Regions from separate parts of the Mus musculus genome. Here region 2 is linked to region 1. Evidence: chromatin contacts called from public Hi-C data. All regions are on one chromosome and are shown on one strand. The core of a region is the stretch at or near the end of the contact, and the rest is flanking DNA. Distances in the headings are between cores, read along the strand shown.

Region 1 (6,991 bases), core at 3,811-6,310:
TACAGAGAAACCATGTCTCAAAAACAAACAAACAAACAAACAAACAAACACCAAAATAATTAAAAATTATAATATAATATAATATTTAAATTACATTTATGTATTTACTGGGGATGGTCCTCGGTATCAAATTTATGTCATCAGCAACAAGAACCTTCACCTTCTGGGCCATCTCACCAGGCCCTTAATGTATTTTTTAAACCTACCATACAAGAAAGAACAGTGTTTCAACATGAAGTCTCCTAGAAAATACTAAAATACATTATGATCCATATATATGTGTGTGTGTGTGTGTGTGTGTGTGTGTGTGTGTGTGTGTGTATAAAATTGGGTATGCATTTCACATCTTAATACACACTACTTCAAGTGGTAAACAGCCAGCAGCTACTAAAAGAGACAGTATAGTTTACAGTACTAGAGAGAGAGAGAGAGAGAGAGAGAGAAAGGAAGGAAGGAAGGAAGGAAGGAAGAAAAAGTAGGGAGGGAGGGAGGGAGGGAAGGCAGGCAGGCAGGCAGGCAGGCAGGCAGGCAGGCAGGCAGACTCCAGGTTCCCCTGTCACACTGGAACACAGTAACACTAAATGCTCCTTCTCCAATAATTCTACATCCCTTTTCTAAAAATAGTTGAGAAACTACTAAATAAACATTTATTCTGTTTTCCTGTGCCTTTTTACCTATAAATAAACCAACTTTTTCTTTATCCAGTCTTCATCAAAGTAAATTCCAGGAAGACCTGGTGCAGTTTCATCCAGAGTGCACTTATTGCTTTAAACATCCTAAATGTCACTTCCCTCTATTGGAAACGCTATCTTTGTACATTTTACTGGTAGCCAAGGAAAACAAAAACCCTAAGACATTGTTAAGGAGCTGGGAACATGGATTTAATTAATTCTAATGCTGACTCCCAGGAAGAATGGGAATGAAATTTTAATCTCTACTCTACAGATAAGAAAGCCGGCCTAGATAGGTTAAGTGCCTTGCCCTTATCTACAGTTTCCAGCTTGCAATACACAGGATCTGACAAGCATATTAATTCTTCGAGAAACACACAGGACAGGAGGGAGTGCATCTTGAATTTCTAAAAGATTCAGTTTAGAAAAACTGCCCACACACACACACACACACACACACACACACACATACACACACACACACTCCCTTGATATTTAATCTCAGAACGACTTGAATCACTGGAGACGGTAGGTGAAGTACTGAGAGCAATCTACATCTCTGCCCACTCACTCTACCACTCAACTGTGACTGCAGAGATCATCTCCACTGATGGAGAATGAGCCCCACAGGACACAGCAAGAGTTACCAGAACCACACCCATTTTGCCCTGAATTTTAGTACTCCACAAATCCACTAAGTGATCTGAACAGGTAAGATACCTGGGCCGCCTACTCTTATGAGCACTGTATTTATTACACAGCTGTTCACTATATAAACCTCAGCCTCCACAGATCCACTAAGTGATCCAAACAGGTAAATACCTGGGCCGCCTATTATATGAGCACTGTACTTATTACACAGCTGTTCACTATCTAAACCTCAGCCCCAAACCTCTGAGAGTCATTCCCAAGGGATGGCCATAAAATATTTACCCTTTAAAATATCAACTAGAAATCATCTTTGCTGTCTCCCCTGGTTTTCCTAACTTTGCTACAAATTATTAAAATTCTATCACTATGTAAAGAAACACATATTTTTGCAACTTTTGTACATTCATGAAATTCTGACACACACACATACATACAGGACCTGTTAATAACTCACTTTCTAAAAATTGTCACAAGCACATGTGTTTTCTACTATATTAGGGGCAAAAATCTGAAAGTAGCTGAGACACAATGTTGGCTTGTTTCAGCCATCAAATCAGAGTATTAAACAACAAAAAGAAATTTCTCCCTATTCAGTAATGAGGCAATTACACTAAGATACAATCTTAGGTTGCAGTTCTAAGAAGGTCCTGCAGGTTAATTATTCCACTAGTAAAAAGATGCCTATCTGCTGATAACACATGCGCAGAACGGACTTCTGCACATAAAGGGCTATAGGATCAACTCTAGCTGTTTCCTCTTCTACGTGCTCCTTTCCTGATCTGTGTCCATCTCTGTCTTAGTAAGAAATAGTCCTAATGCACTACTCTGTGAACTCCTGAGATTCTAGGAGATCAGAGATGGAAAAATCAGTTGGAAAAGCAGAGAGGAATAAAGAAGAGACAGGGAAGGGTGCATCAGTAATGCAAACTGTCTCACCATGGGCGAGAGCGGAACACCAGGCAGCACAGACATTTGCTGGCTTGAGTCATAAGCTGACAGAGCGGACAGTCCCAACTCCTCTGGGCCTGGCCACGACGTGTCTGTATTCAAATGTTGGACATCAGAATGACTTTATTATATCCAAAGCATCTTTACTTCATAAACGAAGCAGTAGGGAGAGTGCTCATTACTATTTGATTTCAGCTACACAATGACCGTGAACTTCAGGAGGCCAGGGTACAAACCTGCTGTGAACTGTTTCGGTGTGGGCTCATCTCCTTGTCCCTCTAGCTTTTCCCATCTCACCGCCTCTGGCTTTTTCATTTTAATTTCAATCTGAAAGAAACAGCAAAAAAAAAAAAAAAAAAAAAAAACCCATTACTCAACCTAAGATACATAAAACAGCAAAAATGCAATTTTCATAACTAATCAAAGTTTTTAAGAATTAAGTGTCTTTGATAGTTTGCCTACATTATACAAAGTTAGATCTGAAGAATTATAAAAATTTTACTCTTATTAAAAAGATCCTTGTTTCACCTGAAGAGCACCATATACTAGCACTTACATTTATTGAAAGCCACTGTAACCTGGGCATTTGTGCACTTTGAACAAAGAGGCCTTTATCTCTTAGCACAAGCTGATCCAACTTGAAGTTCTACTTAATCCACTCACTAAGACAGTAGCATGCACACCATAAACCATGAAAGGCAACCTCGTAGAAGTTCAAAAGATGGGGAGAAGTATGAATTCCTTTTTATTCTTAATTTTCAATTCATACATGCTCTTAAAATTTAAATTTAAATTTAAGTCTTGAGGACTCTGGTAGATACTTCTAGAATTATCTGCCCAGTTTCAGAAATGTTTTCATTGTAACCATCAATAAGCAAACTTATTTGTGTTTAAGTGAAACTTCCTTAAGTGTTTGAGAAGATGGCTCAGTTGGTAAAGAGCTTGCCCCGCAGGCCTAAGGACCGGGTTCAGACCCTCAGTACCCATGTACAAAGCTGGGCACGGAAGCTTGCAACCCCAAAGCGAAGAAGATAGAGATGGGGTGGGTTGGGGTGCGAGCAAGGGGATCCCTCAGGTTTGCCGGCCAATCACTGAGCTCCAGGTTCAGGGAGAGACCAGGTCTCAAAAAGGGAAATGGGGAAGACACCAGATGTTGACCTGCCTTCACACACGTTCACTCACATGCGTATGCATGCATCCCCCAACACACAATTATCTTAAAACTTTGGTAATTTAAATATTACTCTCAAGTACACAGAAAATGCTTTTAAGAGATGATCATATATCAGAGAAGTAGCTATAAGCCATCTGTAAGAACCAGTTTTGTGCTGGCTCACCAGTTCTCAGTATTATAATACCACCAGCCCACCTCTGAGGACTCTGTGTGTAAGAGAATTCATTCATTTCTCTCAGAGGACAATTGCTCCAGCACTACTCCTAAGCAGCCATGGTATCCATTCCCTTCTCTGAGCAAGAGCCACAGACTGGTGGGAGAAGGGTTTCCTCAGGACCTGAGGCTCTCTGGCAGCTCTTCAGGATGAAACCTTCTGAGCATTCTAAGCAGTCAAATTCCTTGGCTGTTAGAGCAGTATCTCAGGAACCTGTGAGCGGACTCAGGAATCTACCCTTATTCAACCATGTGCAGGTCAGAGGGCAATTTACAGGAAGCTGGTTTTCCCTCACCTCTTCTAACTGCTTAATTCTAATATTTACTGCAGGTTGAGATTGAGTCAGGGCAACATTTCCTGTACAAGGCCAAGCTATCAACATATTCTTCCCTCCCACTGTATGTCTGATTGACCACCAAAATCCTATGTCATATGACTCTGCTTGAAGACTGCAAACAACATTCCAATGTACAACATACACACTGGAAAAGAGCTGGTTATTCAGTGGAACATATACTAAAATGCCAACGGTGACTATGGCATGAGTTCTGCTCAAAAGATCTGGATGTTTAAAGGGAAGCATGCTAAAATGTCATCTGTGGTAGCAGGGATTGCCTTCTCTGCTTTTTTTAGAGCCCATATAAAACTCTGAATTATGAGGGTAAGTAGCACTGTGTGCTTAGTGCTTTACATATGCCAGCGCACTTTACAGAACCATGGAAGATTATTGTCTACATTTTATTTATTTGCATGTATGAGTGTACCTGCATGTGTGTGAATTCGTGTACAAAGATATCAGATGTGACCCTCATTCATTCACCTTCTATCCTGAGATGGGGTCTCTCACTGAACGTAGAGTACAACATTTTAGCTAGTCTGACAAGCCACCTTGCTCTAAGGATCTCCTGTGCTTATCTCCTGGATGCTGAGAAGCACGAACAGCCACCACACCCACCTGATTTCATGCAGGTTCTAGAAATCTGGGTCCTCAGTGTAGCAAGCTCTTTACCCACTGAATCCCATCTTCCTAGCACTACTGCATATAACACTGCCTCCCTCTGCTGTTTGAAAAAGGAAATGATCAAAGATTTCACCATTTAGTTCCCTAAAGAAACATAATTACAAAAAAAAAAAATTTCAATTTGTTTTTGAAAAACACAGCAGTTTATGATTACATATGGAAGATATGTTGACCCGAGGGTCAGAACACTGGTCTCCTATCTGTAGGTCTCTCGACCCTGTATCCAGCTGTGCAGCTGAATCCAGGAACCACCAAAGCTTTGGCAACAGTAACACCACCACAAGCTAATTCTAAGCCAAATGTGTAAGGAGCCCTGGCATTTGGGCAGCCCTAGCCAATACCGCACTGAACAGCATCACGGCAGCCTTAGCCTGAACACACAGCATGCACTCTCTGCCCTGTGCGTGCTCTCTCAACACGCTACCATGCTGCAACATTAACTGAATGCTGCCTGAAACCCCTTGGCTGGGATTCAAAAACTGGTGTATGTTAATAAACTGCAGTCATTTTGCTGGACACACCTTTTGTGATCTTTAAAAAAAAAAGTCAAAACCAAAAGCGTGGCTTAATTACAGAAAACTAAGACTTTACTATATTCCTCCTGCCAAACCTTGGCATAGGAGTATCAAACTATTCTATCCTGGGATTTTATTGTGAAATTGCTAACATGAATTTCATAAACATGAATAAATCATTCAATGAATTCTGGCTTGGGATTAGGACAGAATTTCCAACAGTTTCTGAAATGGCCCTAGAAGTGCTTGTCATTTTCTACTATGTTTATGTGAACTGATGGTTACAAAAACAAAGGTCAAACAACACTTAAAAAATCTCCTTGATGCTCTATGCACCAAGTAACAACCAAGTTTAATTCTTTGTGCAAAAACCAAAGATCACCTATCTTAGCTTTTCTTTCATTTTTAGTAAATGGCAAGGTTCTACATATAACCGAATAATCATTTAAAAATAAATTCTTTAAAATTTCTTTAAAATTTATTATTACTGAACACTTGAGTTATATTATATATCTATATATTCCCAGGGCCACATAAAATGTTCTCAAGCAAAATGGTTATAAAAGCCCTGCTTTAGACACAACCTTAGAATCTTAAATTCCATTCAGAACAAAGAAAAACCTAAGAAGCATCGCTCTTGTATCCTGGGCCAGCACAAACAACTAACAGAGATCCCCCTGCCTGAGGGTTGGAACAGGTATGTGCCACGTTATTATTTACTACAGTGTAAACTTTGAGACCGTTTTCTTCCTTGAGCCTTTAATCCCAGGACTCAGGAATCAGAAGCAAGCTGATTTCTGGGAGTTTGAGACCAGCCTGTTCTATGGAGGTAGTTTGGGGACAGCAAGCTCTACACAGAGAAATCCTGTCTCAAAAATAAAACAAACAAAACCCAAAACATTCACTCTATCAATTCCAATTCAGGTTCCTCCACAAGCATCGCTGAGCACTGTGTATATAGGGGGAGAACTACCAAATCTAGCAGATAAAAATAGTATGAGTATATTTATGCCAAAGTTATTCAGTTGCCAGGTATGATGGCACACACCTTTAATCCCAGCACTTGGGAGGCAGAGGCAGGCGGATTTCTGAGTTCGAGGCCAGCCTGGTCTATAAAGTGAATTCCAGGACAGCCAGGACTACACAGAGAAACCCTGTCTCAAAAAAACAAAACAAAACAAAACAAAAAACAAAAACAAAACAAAAAAACCTAAAATAAAATAATAAATTCATAACCTGAAATACAAACTGCATTTATATGCCAAACATTATGTGAAATACAAATTCTTAAGTCATTCATCATCTCCTCACAGAAATCAATTCTTTTTTTTTTTTTTTTTTTTTTTAATTAATTTATTTATTTATTATATGTAAGTACACTGTAGCTGTCTTCAGACACTCCAGAAGAGGGCATCAGATCATGTTACAGATGGTTGTGAGCCACCATGTGGTTGCTGGGATTTGAACTTCGGACCTTCGGAAGAGCAGTCGGGTGCTCTTACCCACTGAGCCATCTCACCAGCCCCAGAAATCAATTCTTAATAAATGACTTCAAATGGACATGCAGTAGGGCTCTCTTGGGCTGGGAAGATGCCCAAGTGGTAAGCTTGCACAGGGTCCCAGGTTCAGTACCTAGCAACAGGAGGCAGGAGGCGGATGTAGGTGGAGTTCACAGATGGACAATAAGAAAGGACAATATCTAAATTTTGGCATTCAAAAGGCCGAGGCAGGAGAATGGACAGCTTGAGGGGAGCCTTTGACTTAGAAACCAAAACAACTTAAAAACACCCAACAAAA
Region 2 (7,168 bases), core at 2,588-5,087, 60 kb before region 1:
AACAGCCTGGGGAAGAAGTCTTCTGCTTGTCCCATCAGATGGGAAGGGTACCTGCTGGGAAGGGCTTTGGGAGAGGAGAGAGAGAGAGTGATCCCTCCCTGTGAACTGTGAAGGCCAACTGCCAGTGGGGGTGGATCCTGAGACCAGAGCAGGGATAGTTTGATTTGTGAAGATAAAATCAACAGCATCTGTCTTAGGGCTGCTCCTTATGCCCTCCATGGGGCTCAACCTACCCTCTCTACATAAAAGCCCTGATAGAAATTGCCACAGCAAGAAGACTTTCTGAGAGCACTGTGTTAAAAGCCATCAAAACCTCATTAAATGAGTCAAAAGCTACAGGCTCACTGCACATCAAGAAAAGGCCCATCTTCAAGGATGCCTCTGACACAGCTTGGTAAGGTCCATCTCGTCTGTCTATATGTCTCTGTTTCCATAGCATCTCTCGGGCTCCCTCTCAGCCTTGCAAAGAAAGATCCCTCCCATGTACTGCTTGTATTGTAACAAAGGCCATCTGTGATGACAGGAGCTGGCCTCGTCTAGGTGGCAAGCATCCAGGCTTTCTGCAAGACGATGGTTAGCCTCTGAGCATTCCTGTGGGGGGTTATGTTGACTAGATTAATTGAAGCGGGGAGATCTCCATGAAAAGTTATACCATTCCCTGGGGTGGGGTTCTGCACTATATGGAAAGGAAAAGGCTAAGCACAAGCCTTTGTCGCTCTCTTCTCCCAGCCCCAGCAGCCCCGACGGCCTCCCCAATGACAGAGGATGCCAGGGAACTGTGAGCCAAAATGAACTTTTATCCCTTACAACTACTTTCACACCAATGAGAAAAGACGGCCCTTCTTCTGGATATGCAGAGGATGAGAGGGCCAGCAAGGAAACTAGAGCTGCTCTGGATGCCGTGTGTCAGACCTGTATCACTGACCAAGCCATTAGATTAAAAAAGCAAGAGCGGCATTAGCCATGAACAGGAGAAAAGGTGGGTATGTTGGTGCCACTTTCAGAAAGAGTTGCCCTGCGAGGTCACTGAAAGGAGCTTTTTGATAACATAAGGGCAATGACTTTTTTTTAAAAGCCTCTGCATTATAATTATGCCTTTGCGTGTTTAAAGGATTTTCAAAATCTTAGAAATCATCTGTAGGTAGATCAAACTAAATGAATGATAGCATTCAATAAGCTACTGACATCATTAAAGCATCCCAGAGTGGATAATACACAAGCTATTCCACTTGGATATTTTTAAGTTAATGTGAAATGTTGGCATAATGACAAGGAAATATGCAGTCGCACCAACTTTTCCATATAATTTCTTTTTGGGAATGTAGGACATCTTTATAGACTGGAGAGATGGCTCGGAGGGTCAAAGTACTTGTCAGCCTCATCTCCTAAGTTCAGTCCTTGGGTCGCACATGGTAAAAGAATTGACTCCTGATAGTACACACACACACACACACACACACACACACTAAATAAATTGCAATAAAAAACTATGTGTAGGGGCTGGTGAGATGGCTCAGTGGGTAAGAGCACCCGACTGCTCTTCCGAAGGTCCGGAGTTCAAATCCCAGCAACCACATGGTGGCTCACAGCCATCCGTAACGAGATCTGACTCCCTCTTCTGGAGTGTTTGAAGACGGCTACAGTGTACTTACATATAATCAATAAATAAATCTTAAAAAAAAAAAACCTATGTGTAATAAAAAGGCACCTCTCTGAAGTAGAAAGACTTGCTCTCTTTGTTTTATGAGAGGGAAACTCAGAGACCTGGAAAGCCAAGAGATTTCCTAAAGGCCAAGTCAATATCAGTAAGAACCATGGTTGAATTAGTGTAGTGCAGACTGTAGTTTGGAGCTAGAGCATGTCCCCACCCCACCCCACCCCAAAGGTCCTTGTGTCACTGACTTGGTCACCAGCCAGTGGCATTATTACTGGAGGCAGAAGCACCTTGAGTAGTAGCCTATTGGAAAAAAGTTAGGTCTTTGGGCATGTGTCCTTAGAGGGAAATTGGGACCCAAGGCCTTGCTTGTCTCTTTATTTCTCAACCACTGTGAAGTGAGTAGGTCTCCACGGCCATGTGCTCCGGCTATGATATACCATGAAGCACAGGCCCAAAGCAACAGAGCCGAGCAACCAGGGACTGAAACCTTTGAACCAGGAGGCAAAGTAAACCTTTCTTAGTCATAAGCTGATCATTGTGAGTATTTTGTCACAGTGACAGAAAGTCAACTAACATAGTACTACACAAGATACAAAGCACTTGTTAATACATAATACTCCATGGAACCTTCCTGATTGTTCTGGGACAACAATGTTACCTGTAGGACCAGTGAGCTGAAGCTCTGAAGGTGAGAATTTTCTTTTTCAAGGTGTCGTAATAGCTGTGATTGGCTCACTTAATACATATATTCCAATTTCCAAAGTCACCCTTTTCCCACAAGAATTCAAATCCACGCTTACTGGACTGCAAATCCATTTTAATTTCTGCTAAACCACCGATCCTTGAAGAAAACGGAGAAATAAATCTCCCTTCTTGAGTGGGATCTATCGAGACAGACACGTTGAGAGAATTCCAAGGCTCTCTGTTGACTCTTCCAGCTCAGTGGGTATTGAAGCTGGTCTACACAGGTCAATTGAAACTGTTCTACAAATGACAGACACCTTAGGAAGTACAGAAGTGTTAGCATGCCTCATGCATGTGCAGCACAGTATTTAAGACTCGAGATCCAACCAAGAAAAACCACCGTTCTTGAAGACCTACATGTATCGTAATACACCACCACTCAGCCATCCACCAGGTCCACGAGTTAAACTGAAGCCTGGAAAGGCAGGATCTAACAATGCAACTGTTGAGTAGACATCTGCGAAGTCTCCCCATCACCCAAAGCGCTCTGCTCAGGCCCTCGTGTGCCAGGGAGCCGTGAATGCATCTATTAACTTGACTGTCACTTTTTTTTAAAATTCAAAGTTAGCTTCATTTTTGACATTGATTTTGATGTCTAGTGTAATTTCATTTTTTCAAGCAAAATTTAAAGACTGTCATTTCCACATACTTGCACCCAATGAGAAACAGCTTTAGTGACAACTTTTTTTTATTAAGTTTCCTCATGGCCAAACAATAGTGCTTCATTCATCTGGATTGAAAGACAGGGTTGTCAGAAAATCTGTAAGCAGTTTCTGCACAAATCCCCACTCGCTATGAATAGTGCCTCTGTCCAGTCCTTTTCATAGATTGGCTTCAGCACAACACTTGGCCCGGTGGGTTTCTTAAAACCAATCTTCAGATGCCATAAAAGCCCCTGGGGTTTTCTGTTGACTCTGGAAACACCGTCCACTGTATTGAATCTTTTCATGCGGTGTGCCGGTTCCTTCACTTTCTGCATTCCTGAAATATCACAAAGTTCTGGCGTACCCAGGGTGTGCTTTTGAAAACTCAAATTGCTCCTTGCTTTTTAAACTTGGTGAAAAATAACAAACACTGCGTTTTTCTGTCTGTCAACATTTTTATTTTCCTGAGCAAAGTAAAGGCAGAGACTAAGAGAAAACAAACCTTTACATTAAATTAGCAAAGTGGAAAGATTTTTGGGTTTTTTTTTTTCTGTTTTCGAGTACCCAACTCTTACGTAACTGTGAAGCCAGTTTTCTGTTTTATTTTATCTACTTCTTATGTAACTAGGTTGTTTTTTTTTTTAAATTAATTCTGAATCAGTGGAAAGTTCAGTCCCAGGAGAACCGTGAGGGATTTAAAAGAGAGAAGAATTCCTCTAGCATATGGAGCTAGCCTCTTTCTGAAAAGAGGCTCCCCCTTGTTGGGGGAGGTTCCTCTGAACTGCAGGAGGGGAGGGAAGTTGATCGGGTGGTCTGGTCACAGCAGCAGGGAAGGTAGTGAAGGCAGAGTAACTGGGTGTGGTGATTCTCAGATTATGTCTCTCTCTCTCTCTCTCTCTCTCAATTAAATAAAAAGTTAGGAGCCTCTTGCTTGTTCACATTTGTTTTGGTTACAGTTACTCCTGGGAGGGGCAGTATTTTTACCATCTGCAAACTGGCAGCAACGCTCAGCCGCCCCATTCTACTGCAGCCTACGTTGGACGACACATTTCGGTCTCTGGTGCCCTTGCTCTGCTCCTCCAGCCTTGACTTGAAAGTCACTATTCCTGCGCGTCCACGGGTGGAGGAAGTCCACCAGCTTAGCCCTGCGAACTACCGCTGAATGGTTCTACTTAATCAGTACCTCCTCCGAGCCTGCCCTTCTGTCCGGGAATCTGGGTGCCTTGCTTCGTTTCAGTGCTCTCTACAACCTGCGGGGGTGGGTTTTGATGACCCAGCTTGACAGATGATTAAACCAGGGTTGAGAGAGATAAAAAGTTGTTCATCCATAGTCACAAAGCTCATTGGAGGGAGAAACGGGGATTCAACCCAGGATTCCCTGACTTCAGAGCCTGGTTCATCCATCCCGGGTGTGTCGGTCCTTACTTAATGTGTCACATCTGCCAGGAGAAGTGAAAGGGTCGCAAGCACACAGAGCTTGGGTGTGGCGTGCCAAGGCTGTGTGGGCGGTGAGTTAGACCTAGCAGGAATCATCTAGTTCAAGCTTCCACCCCAATAAGCAATTCTCTCTACAACATCCCATCCATACTTTCTCAGCCTGTGCTATAGTTATTCTAAAATGGGGGTTAGGGTGGGGTGGTAAATGGCTATGAATAGGAGCTCATGTAAGCATAAATATTCACCCATGGTTGAGTTTCTGCAGCAACGTTCTGTTTGGGAACAAGCGTGCAAACAGCCTTGGATCAGAGACTTCCCACCCGCAGAGCCTGGTGCCCAGGAGAGGCCCGCAGAGAGCTGCAATCAAGATCTGCCTTCCGGGTTGCCATTTACATGCCTGCCCCGGGCTCACAATCTTGAAAGTGGTCCCCCAAAGGGCTGAGTAGCCCTTTTAAAAACTGAACAAACAACAAGATAAGTATAACACAAACTCCAAGAGGAATCCCTCATAAGCCCACCAGCCAAAAATCATCTGTTTGCATTCTTCTTGCTTCCTGCCAGGCCTTGCCCACATGTAAACATGAATTTTAGAGTTGTAATCAAATGCACATTCAATTTGCTCTTCCACTTTGCAATAACATTATATCATAAGCATCTGACGCTCTATGCAGACAGCATAATTACAATTTTTAGTGACTATATGATAGTCCATCAAAATGGCATGACATAATTTGCTTAACTACTCACTCTTAGCTGTTTCTGGTGTTTTCGTTCATTATAAATTACTCCACAGTGATCATTTTCGTTTTTATTGATTTTTCTCTCCTTTTGGACTGTGGCATCAAGGATTGGCATACCCTTTAGCATAACACATTTAAATGGAATTTATCTTCAGTGACGCAGCACACAAACCTAAGACCTTAGCAGGGCTGACGTTGCTGTGTGTAGTTGTTCTTCCATGGGTTACTTAATATTTGCTGTCTAATGAGGGTGTGGTGTAAGTCCATGAAAAGCCTGCACTCGCCGAGCTGACATTCTAACAGAAACAGCAAGAGAAGTGTTCAGGTTTTGGAATATAGCTGAGTGTTGGAGTGTTTGCCTGCCTAAGATTTATAAGGCCTAGTTTTTGGAGGGTGAGAGGGAGACGGGGGGGGGGGGCGGGGAAAGGAGAGGGAGAGGGAGAGGAAGAAGGAGAGGGAGAGGGAGAAAGAGGGAGAGAGAGAGAGAGATGATTTTCAAGTCTTTACTAAACTTGTCATCTGTGGTGTGTGTGTGCATGTGCGTGTGTGTGTGTGTGTGTGTGTGTGTCTTGGGGTGGGCATTGGTTGGTTTGGGGTGCACAATTCTTGCTGTTTGTTGAGTATTTGTTTTACATTGTTGGGGGTTCAAACCAATGCCTTACACATATTATGCAAATGTTCTACCACAGAAAGTCTGCATCCCCCAGGCCCTCTCCTTTCCCTCATCCAACTCTGCCACAGTCACTTTTCTTTTCATAATATGTGTTTTACTTCCAATTGTGTGTGTGTGCTGTATCCAGAAGATATTGGATACAGCAGAGCTTAAAGGTCCAGTTAAGAGACCACATCAGGACTGGAGACATGGCTCAGTGGTTAAGAGCACTGACTGCTCTTCCAGAGGTTCTGAGTTCAATTCCCAGCAACCACATGGTAGCTCACAACCATGTGTAATGGGATCCAATGACCTCTTCTGGTGTGTCTGAAAAACAGCTATAGTGTACTCACATACATATTTAAAGAGAGAGAGAGAGAGAGAGACACCACATAAATGGCTCAGGGAAACTGAATGACATGCTGGAGATGTGGGATGCTCCAAGGGTTACAGTGGCATTCATAGAAAGACCATAGATTGAAGTCTAACTCATCCAGTGTGCAGAAGTGACAGCTACATTTGTTTGGTAGCTCTTGGGGGTAGGTCAGAAAAAATGATCCTGTCCTGGTGTTGGGTATAGGACCCTCTCCAAAATTCTCTGTGCTTATGTGGCAAAATGCCAGAAACAAACAACAAAGCCATTTGGGTTGCCTTCACCCCATCAGCTTCTCCCAATCGCAAGGCAACCTGCTCTTGAGTAGAAATGGATTCTCTTTCCCAGCAAGGATCACTGAGGTTGGGGCTCTGAGTCCTAGTCTTTCCTGAGTGGTCACGGCAAGTTGCTTCCCAGTAGTATCTTCCCAGTAGATGAAGGCTAAACGTCTGCTAATGGCCTTACAAGTTGGCTCTGAGCATCGTGTGGCGTGAGACTTTTTTTCTTGTAAACTCTGATGTCTATAGAAGTGTTGGAAGGCAAGGGAGCAGAAAGGGAAAGCAACAAGCCATGTATCCCTAGCTGATGCTGAACAACAAAAAGCAGAGTCCTAAAAGAACAACCCATGGGGTAAGTACGTGCTGATGAGTGAGCCTGGAGCGCTGTGCTGGTCTGCTTGGATGGCTGTCGCAAAATAGCAGAGTGGCTGGCTGGAAAGTCCAGTGTCAAGGTGGCAGGGCTCTTAGTGGGGGCTCTACCTGGATAACAAACAGCTACCTGCTCTGTCCTTACATAGGGACAGAGAAAACTCTAGGGTGTATCTCTCTCTTCTTACAAATCCTGCAGTGAGGGCTCCATCCTCGGGACCTTAACTACATCTAAATTACCTTCCAGAGGTGCCTCCTTCGCATTTTGCATTCC

The links. A called contact is a pair of places that touch in the nucleus more often than the background predicts.
Region 2: a contact with region 1 is called in a Hi-C map of forebrain, with 4 times the contacts expected there. The contact joins two enhancer-like sites. A contact is called at or near these places in 5 of 484 Hi-C or Micro-C datasets (cortical glia, embryonic stem cells, forebrain and 2 more), 4 of 115 datasets of contacts at active chromatin or transcription factors (embryonic fibroblasts, embryonic stem cells, heart atrium and 1 more) and 2 of 9 other capture datasets (adipose tissue and pancreatic islet).

Annotation. Positions count from the first base shown.
Region 1 is chr14:79,615,315-79,622,305 of GRCm38.p6, reverse strand. It overlaps Sugt1 (SGT1, suppressor of G2 allele of SKP1 (S. cerevisiae)), which reads right to left. Exons shown (of 13, transcript NM_026474.6): 11 at 2,507-2,597. Among named protein-coding and RNA genes, the nearest start is that of Sugt1, 31 kb to the right of the region's middle. Within about 2 kb of position 5,060, at least 16 of the 459 cell types and tissues checked have an H3K27ac peak or open chromatin away from gene starts, as enhancers often do. A contact at or near this core is called in adipose tissue and forebrain, where this site is marked.
Region 2 is chr14:79,674,195-79,681,362 of GRCm38.p6, reverse strand. All of the region lies in intron 2 of Gm41218 (a long non-coding RNA gene), which reads right to left. Among named protein-coding and RNA genes, the nearest start is that of Gm41218, 15 kb to the right of the region's middle. Within about 2 kb of position 3,837, at least 52 of the 459 cell types and tissues checked have an H3K27ac peak or open chromatin away from gene starts, as enhancers often do. A contact at or near this core is called in adipose tissue and forebrain, where this site is marked.